Regions from separate parts of the Mus musculus genome. Here regions 2 and 3 are each linked to region 1. The links are chromatin contacts, called in public HiChIP or PLAC-seq maps. All regions are on one chromosome and are shown on one strand. The core of a region is the stretch at or near the end of the contact, and the rest is flanking DNA. Distances in the headings are between cores, read along the strand shown. Region 1 holds the start of Hmcn1 (hemicentin 1). Region 2 has its middle 65 kb from the start of Gm41967. Region 3 overlaps Hmcn1 (hemicentin 1).

Evidence for each region. HiChIP or PLAC-seq counts read pairs in DNA pulled down with a chosen protein or histone mark.
Region 2: a contact with region 1 is called in an H3K4me3 HiChIP or PLAC-seq map of craniofacial prominence, with 5 times the contacts expected there. The contact joins the enhancer-like site here to the promoter of Hmcn1 in region 1. A contact is called at or near these places in 18 of 39 promoter capture datasets (the 3T3-L1 cell line, 3T3-L1-derived adipocytes, the C10 cell line and 11 more), 4 of 15 datasets of contacts at CTCF or cohesin (hippocampal excitatory neurons, large pre-B cells, pro-B cells and 1 more), 95 of 484 Hi-C or Micro-C datasets (the AML12 cell line, the AtT-20 cell line, B cells and 55 more), 13 of 115 datasets of contacts at active chromatin or transcription factors (PVALB interneurons, astrocytes, bone marrow-derived dendritic cells and 7 more) and 2 of 9 other capture datasets (adipose tissue and embryonic stem cells).
Region 3: an H3K4me3 HiChIP or PLAC-seq map of embryonic limb bud shows a contact between it and region 1, with 3 times the contacts expected there. The contact joins the enhancer-like site here to the promoter of Hmcn1 in region 1. A contact is called at or near these places in 6 of 39 promoter capture datasets (embryonic stem cells, liver, stem cell-derived epiblast-like cells and 1 more), 6 of 484 Hi-C or Micro-C datasets (the MNK3 cell line, cerebellum, cerebral cortex and 2 more), 6 of 115 datasets of contacts at active chromatin or transcription factors (astrocytes, cardiomyocytes, craniofacial prominence and 3 more) and 1 of 9 other capture datasets (adipose tissue).

The regions. Positions count from the first base shown.
Region 1 is chr1:150,992,170-150,994,729 of GRCm38.p6, forward strand. It overlaps Hmcn1 (hemicentin 1), which reads right to left and starts at 1,266. Exons shown (of 107, transcript NM_001024720.3): 1 at 615-1,266. The coding sequence starts at 882.
Region 2 is chr1:150,536,686-150,539,245 of GRCm38.p6, forward strand. No RefSeq gene overlaps it. Among named protein-coding and RNA genes, the nearest start is that of Gm41967, 65 kb to the left of the region's middle. Within about 2 kb of position 1,281, at least 32 of the 459 cell types and tissues checked have an H3K27ac peak or open chromatin away from gene starts, as enhancers often do. A contact at or near this core is called in craniofacial prominence, embryonic limb bud, nephron progenitors and 2 more, where this site is marked.
Region 3 is chr1:150,592,485-150,595,044 of GRCm38.p6, forward strand. Hmcn1 (hemicentin 1) reads right to left here. Exons shown (of 107, transcript NM_001024720.3): 96 at 1,428-1,549; 97 at 472-709. Among named protein-coding and RNA genes, the nearest start is that of Gm41967, 120 kb to the left of the region's middle. Within about 2 kb of position 1,272, at least 6 of the 459 cell types and tissues checked have an H3K27ac peak or open chromatin away from gene starts, as enhancers often do. A contact at or near this core is called in embryonic limb bud, where this site is marked.

The DNA of each region.
Region 1 (2,560 bases), core at 16-2,515:
ACATGAACATACTGTTTACACACATCGGTGAATCTAACTAATGATGACCCGGTGCCACGGTGAATAGATTCAGTTACAGAATGAATGGCTTCTGTCTTTCATTTTCATGCCTCCAGTTCCAATCCTAGCTGCTATTTACAGACTTGCTCATGTGCCCTGCAGCAGGTCTGATTTTCTCCCATGTGAGGCTATCTTGAGAGTGTGTGCTCGCTTGCGCTCAGTGCCCTGCTGCTGAAAACCCCATTCCTGTCCCGTGGCTGCCTTAGCAATTGAAACAGTCTTTAGCTTGAAAATGCAAGCAGGTTAACTCTGAGCTTGCTGCTGTTGCTACTACAAAGTCCTGGTTCTCATCTTCAGAGGACCACATTTCCAGGTCAGGGCACCACTGTTTAATCCCCCTAAACAAGCCATCTACTCACTCCATGGCTAAGCCTTGCTAAACTGAGATATAACCCCAGATGCCAGTAGGCAATTCTTTGTTACTATCGTATTCCGCTGCATTTTTTTAAATGCTTTTGAAACTTTCTGACAATATAACAAATTCATAGCATAAGAAATAATAGAATTATGAATCACCAAGCACAACAAATACAGAGAGTAAGTATTCCCCTTACCTGGATCATGGAAGGGCACCAAAGCAAAGTTGTAAAGAGGTCTCTTAGGTCTTTTCAAAGACGTCTCCAAAATTTTGGAAGCCCCTTCAATAACCTGAACTAAATCATCATACATGGACCCAGTCACATCAAACACAAAAGCCAGCGTGGACGCCCCCTCAGGAATCTCCTCAGCCCTGCTCTCAGACTGCGGAGTCCCATCTCCAGCTAGGGAAGAACGAAAAAGAGCCACCAGGAATACTGTGTGGACCACTTCCTGGGCAATCATTTTTTTCTTTTCTTTTCTTGTTTTGCTCGCTGCTTTTCTCTTTGCCCTAAGCTCCTAACCACTGTGCTTACTCCTCAACAGCAGGCAGAGGACTGGCTTCCTCTCTGGTGCCTCATCAGGCTTTTGCAGTCTCTGAACTAACTCAAAAGTTTTGGAGCGGAGAATGAGATGCAGACCAACCCGGAGCCCGGCTGCCTCCAGGAGCTGGGCTGGGCTGGGCAGGGATGCGGCGCCTTTTGTCCGGCTGGGTAGGTCCTGGGCTCTAAGCGGCCGCGTGCAGGGAGCTGCGAGTAGCCGAGCGCCCGCAGAGCGCGGGGTCCATGCCCTGGGGGACGCTGCGAGCCTGCGGTGCCGCCTCCGCCGCCGCGCTCCAGGCCAGCGACTGAGCCTCCCAACTTTCCACAGCTAGCCCCTTGGAGGCGAAGCCCGGCGCGACCTCTCCTTCTGATTGGCCAGCGGCCGTCCCTCCTCTGCTGGAGCCCCCACCCCGGAGGGCGACTTTCCCCCTCTGTGAGTTCCAAGTCTCTCCAGTACCGGGGAAGCGCTCGCAAAGTCAGCTCTGGTGTTCCCTTCAGAGCTATAGCCAATCTCCAAAACTCCAAGGTAAACAATGGCTTTCAGGAATGTGTGGCCCACTCCCAAATTCAAGGGCATCACATTAGCTAGCACAAAGGGAATTGGTGCACGTTTTTTCCCCTAATGTCTGTGCAAAGCTGCTTCAGACAACACCTAATTCCCCAGCCCACCCCAAGTGCAGAAGCTAAGATGCCCCAGCCTAGCTTCCTGTCCCTCAACCCAACATTCAGCCCCGCCAGAAGGGGGAGCTGGAGCTTTCTTTCCTCTAGGCTGCAGCTACAGGATGGATGGTTCTTTGATCTTCCTTGGGGAGTGTTTAGATGAGAGGAAGGCACGGAGTTGGGAGAGGCAGGGAGAGGGAGCTGTAGAGGCAAAGGAGAATGGAAGGAGATAGGGGGAAAGTAAGAGACATCACAAAGTCCCTAGCTGTGCTGTGGAACTGGGAAAGGAAACTGGGTATCAATAAAACATTGACGTCCAATAGAAAGAGCAGTGTTTGTCTGTCTGTCTGTCTGTCTGTTTGTTTGTTTGTTTGTTTTTAAAGAAAGAAAAGAAAAGGGGAGGGGAGGGGAAGGGAGGGGAGAAAAAATTCTGGGGGAGTTGAAATTTCGTTATCAAGATTCACTTTGCTGATCAGCCTAAATCCTCTGCGAAGCATGGTGATGCGATAGTATTCCCATTTCACATACCCTCCAGTACAACTATGTGTCACGTCTCAGGCAAAGATCCACTGAAATGTTGTTCCTCTCAATGACATTTTCCTGCCAAAACTTAAGGAAACTTTACGGTGGAAAACATTACAATGTTCTTCCAAGTCGCAATCATTATATACATTATAGCCGGATTAACAGATTTCAGAAGGTAAGCGAAGAAAGTCATTCATGCGCTAACCATTCTTTGTTCCCCTTTAATAAATACGCCCCCCTCCCCCAGGAAAGGGGCTATTGTCTGGATGCAAGCATTCGAAGTACAGCACTTGGGCAGCTTTAAACTGGGTTTGAGTGTGTATGAGACCACCCTCTAGCATGGGGCAGCCTGAGAAAGGGCCAGCTCCCACCAGCCTTTTATAATCTCCAACTGTCTTCTCTTTCAGACCCACCAT
Region 2 (2,560 bases), core at 31-2,530, 460 kb before region 1:
GCAAGTCAAAGGCTGTGGTAGCTAAGAAAAGCACTAAGATAAGCACTAAGTCTCTGCTTGGGGCCCAGACTCTGTGTGAAGCAATTTGTTTTCAGTCCTCAAGGGAGACTGAGGTGCCCGTTGGAAAAATAACTCCATAAAATACCCCAGAACACAGGCATACCATCTTGTTGGTGCTCAGCCTCCACCACACTTTCCTTTCTTGGGAGTCCTACTGGGATCACGTGCCTATTTGTCTAAGGCTTTTATTATTCTCTACATCCCTCAATTTTCAATACTTTTTAGATCTTTAGGCATGAATTTTGGTCACATTCATTCAACATGTTATTTTTTTTTTAATTATGGTTTAGACTGGAAGGTTGCTCTGTGTGTCCTGCAAACACACACTTTCTGTACAGAGGATCCTATTGGTTAAATCAGAACAATGCCTTGTATGTTCATAAGCAGTACAGCTGCTTGGCTTGGCAATTCACTCATAGGATGTTATACAATAATCATGTATTCCTTTTTTTCTTTGTGTATAGTATTGTACTTGTCAATGGCCTTCATTCTAGTATTTTATATATGTAAGCAACCTATTTTCATAGTATTTGTACCATCTCTGAGGATAGATTCTGATTTTCAGGATTCTTTTCCTATCATTAATGGTTTCAAAGTGGAATAAAGATTGCTGCTTTATTTAGTCTCATACACCTAGCATAGATTACTGCGCACAGATTCTAAAAATAGCAAATCCAATATTTTGAGTAGATTCCGAAGCAATTAGAATTAACTTACAAGGCAGACTATCTTAAATGTATCAATTCAGAGTACACAAAAGGCCACGAAGCCACCAACCTAATTAAATCTTGATCATACACAGATGCACATGGTGGGTTTCAGTGTATGTAGTGGGCTTAACAGAATTTTTTCTTGGCTTCCCATTGGTCTCCCATTCACTGCAGTATACAATTACTGAAGAGCATGCTATCTCATTACTTTAAATAGTCACGCAGTTACAGATGGTTGATAGTTTATTTTTAAATCTGTCATGTGATATATTCTGGAAGCAGGCATTGAACTTGGGAATATAATAGAATTTGATAACCTCAGACTTTTAATTAAATACTCAGTGGCCAGAACACTATATAACTAGTGCCTAAATTTATGCTAAAATGAAATTAAAGTTGTGCTTGGGTGAACATTTTTTGTGAAAATCCAGCTGTATTTGATTAACCAGTTAAGGGTTGTTATTTGATCCCTTGACTCTGTGAAGGGTTTTGAAGGAGTTGGCTGGGAAGGAATGTCTTGTAAAGACCAGAGACACATTTCTGGGCTGCTAGGGTCCTGCCTAAAACACTGCTGGGGAGACTCTCCTTAACTTCCCAAACCTTCAAGATCCTTGGCTTCAGTAGCTGTCTCAGTCTTACCGAAGCAGGATAGGTACGAAGGCCTGCTCACGGCCACCAGGTCCTTACCATGTGTGAGTGTAGCCCCAGTTTCCAGCCATAGACTCACTGGCTTACTGAATCTCATGTGGGCAATAGTTGGCTTTTTTAAAAAAAGACTAGCTGTCCAGCATTGATCTGTAGTTGGAGATTAAAATTACTTGCTTCTTGGCTATGATGACACAGGGAGAATTCAGGTGAACACTCGAACTATTGGAGAATTTGGGGATTTTCTTAGAATGCGTGAGATGTTTGTCTCCATTTCTCCACCAGATTATCTTTATTAGGCAAAATACAACAAGATATTTATTCAGTTGTGTATAAATGAAGGCTCATTTCCTTATCTAATATCTGGCTACTAGATTAGAATTGATGTAATAGTTTAAGTAAGTCAAGATTAGCTTTAGCTTAAAGGAAAAAAAAAGATTCATTTCAAAGACAATTTCCTCTATGTGTATTGTATGTGTATAGCAATTTATTTAAACTAGACTACATTTCCCAATTTTCTTCAATGAATAGTTCCAGGTTAGTATGGGCCACCAAAGATACTTCGTAGACAGTTTGGAAGACGGGATATAAACAACAGCCACAATATTGTTCTGCTTGGATGGCCAGGCAGCCTACACACATGGTCCTGGATCTGTCTGCTCATCTTGGCAGTGGCTACTGGACATCATTAGCCCCTTGGTTTCTACACCTGCACCAAATGCACTGTTAGCTGGATGATGAAGGATGCTTCTGTAGGCTGTTAACTCTGATGCAGTTCCACAGGAGGCTGGAGGGGACCAACATCGATCACTGCTCTTTTTAAATCCACAACCACCTTTCCCTCTCCAATGTATCACCTACTGACCTCAAACACAGCAACAGATGTTGAAAAAAAAATGAAAAAAACTTAATTGTGTTTTTCCAGTGCCTACAATTACATGTAACCAAATCTTTACAATGCACTCCTATTGAAAAGCTAACCACAGCTGGATTCACTTTTCTGAAGAAAATGTCACTCATACAATCGGTATGTATTTGGGTGCCAGAATTCCTACTTCTAAGGGAGTTTAGCTCACAAGGTACCAACTAAGGGTCTATACTGACACAGAAAGACTGCTGATAGATGAAGTAACAGGAAAATAAAA
Region 3 (2,560 bases), core at 22-2,521, 400 kb before region 1:
AAGACAACATCAATATATTCAATACAGAGAATAAAGCACTTAAAGGAAGCTGCCTTGAAAAATCTAGAAATTTCTGATTAGTTTAAGCTGGGGTGTACTTTACATCAGTAATTTTGAATTTTGAAAATTCATCAATTAAGACAGTATTTAAAAATGGACTGTATTACCTAAAGAAAAACCCTTCAGGTGGATAACATTTAGTCCTGTCCAAGAATCTGGGTTAGGACTTTGTCTGGTTGCCTAGGTTGCCTGGAGAGGCATCTTAGTCAACCAAATGCAACTGAGTGAGCTTTACAAGGGCCTTCCTACAACAAAAACAGAATGTAGCACAGACAAAAAACCCAACTCCAGCATGTTAGACCTGGCCCTTCATATTCCTAATTTGAATGGCTTCAAGGCACCTATCTTTATCTTTCTAAAAAAAAATAAGACGGCAGCACAGATCTTTGGAGGTTCCCTTAACAATGTTACCTTTGGAAATTGAAGCATGGATTTTAAAACCCAGTGTCTCTTCTAGTTGGTTGTAGTCAGACTCTATGGAAGATGCATGAAGTGTCTCTACTAAGAAAGGCATTTTCCCCCAGGCCTGATCATAGAAAATGGTGTGGTTCCACGTATAGGGGATACTGATGCCATCGATGGTGAACAGACGAGTTGAGTAGGCATAGAGCTGACCGGGTCCTGTTTGAATGTAGTCCTCTGTGTAATCCTAAGGGAAAGGATTTGAGGGTCAACATTGCACCTGGAGTTTTGCATTCTGTTTAACATATGAGGTATGCTGGGGTTGGGGGTGGGGAGCAGGGAAGAAAGCCTTAGAGATTAACAATGGAGTTCTGAATAAGACTGTAATTACACAGTAGTGTTCTGGACATAACTCAGGTCGATTCTCATCTTTAGAATCAGGTTTGTAATTTTCTGTCACAATTTGTAAGTTAACAAGATGGTGACATTGTGGGCCATGAGTTAAAAGCTGTAGGAGGGCCATCTTCATTACTCTAAGCTCTCAAAGTATTGCTTTCATTTTATTCAAGTTAAAAATAAATAATTTTGAAGTGAAAATATAATTACATCATCCCCCGTTTGATTTCCTCCCCTCCCCCCCTTAGAGGATGCTACACAAAAACTTATTGTAGGAATCACTATTGCGTTTTATTTTTCAGAGGAAAATTTAACAAGTGGCTTAAATCAGCACAGCAGCAGTTCTGGCTCCAATACACCAGGTAATAAAACTACTCAGAGAGCTTTAAAAGCTGAGCCCTGGAGATTTTTAAGTCAAGACCAGATGGTTATTTATGACCTAGTGGGAGCAGTAATTTATCTCCAGAGCAAACAGTAAAAACCTAAGATCTCTGTGCTCGGTCTACAGGGATTTCGTTCGTGCTCCTCGCTGTCCTGTGATTAACCATGATGCTCTCGTAGCACGTTACCTTCACACCGACTTCAGCAGGTGAGTGGAGCTGTAGGACCTGGCCACTCACAATGACATCAAGCAGCAAGGCGCCGTCGGAGTCTAAGCCCCGAGCCACGTGTGTCATCCGCAAGACCTCTCCTGGGAATGACATTGCATTCATTTCCTCAGCAACGATAATAACAGTTATTATTACTATTATGCCTATGGTCTGTGGGAGCACAGAGAAGATTGATCTAATACCATGATGTTATTTCAAACATGGATAAATATGTCAGAGAACTAAGCAGAAAGATTCCCCGTTAAGAAAAGGCAAACCACTTGAATTGTCTTCCAAAAAGTCTTTCCATGTGGCCAAAGTGTAGCTTTCGATTTTGCAGAAGTCTCCATATTTTAGTCTCACACGGAACAATTAAGCATTTCTACAAAATTATTGCTTGTGAGATGGGCCAGGCAACTTTACCAGGGACCGGCAATACCTACAGACCTGGCTACGGGGTTTTGTCATTATTATCAAAAGGGCATCTTCGTATGCGGATGGATAGCAAGAGGCCCACTTGCTTTCTGTGCTGACTGAACACTGGTTAAGGAGACGTCCACCCTCATCATTCTTCACCAAAGGTCAATCCCACCAAGGCTGGCTCATTCCAAGGAGGCTGAAATGGAGCTTTGTGAGCACTTTTGTGGACACAGCAAGGGCCCCAACGAGGTAACGCCCAATGATTAGGGCAGAAGCAGAGGGGGAAAGTGTTAGTGTGCTTGGCTTTGCTTCCATCTGTTAGATCGATAATCACCGTAAGGCAAAAGAGCTGATTCACGATTAAAGACAAAGCTTTAACAAGAAGGATATATCTTCCTTCCTTATTCATGCTTTTAATCCTCTCTAAGGTTTAAGAAAAAAAAAGGCACAGAAGAGGAAGGAGTCTTTGGGACATAAAAATTACTATTCTGCCTGAGGACACAGTGGTGTAAGTGGTGTCTTACAGACCTTGTGCTAGCATTCATTGACAGGAAAATATAAAACTGTTTTCCATTATGTGTGTTAGAGTGCACCAAAAAACTCATAATAACTTTCTGTGAGAGCATACACCATATTTTTCTTAGTCGCCAAGATTTATAGCAATTTTTCTATACCTATGTCTGTCTCCTGCC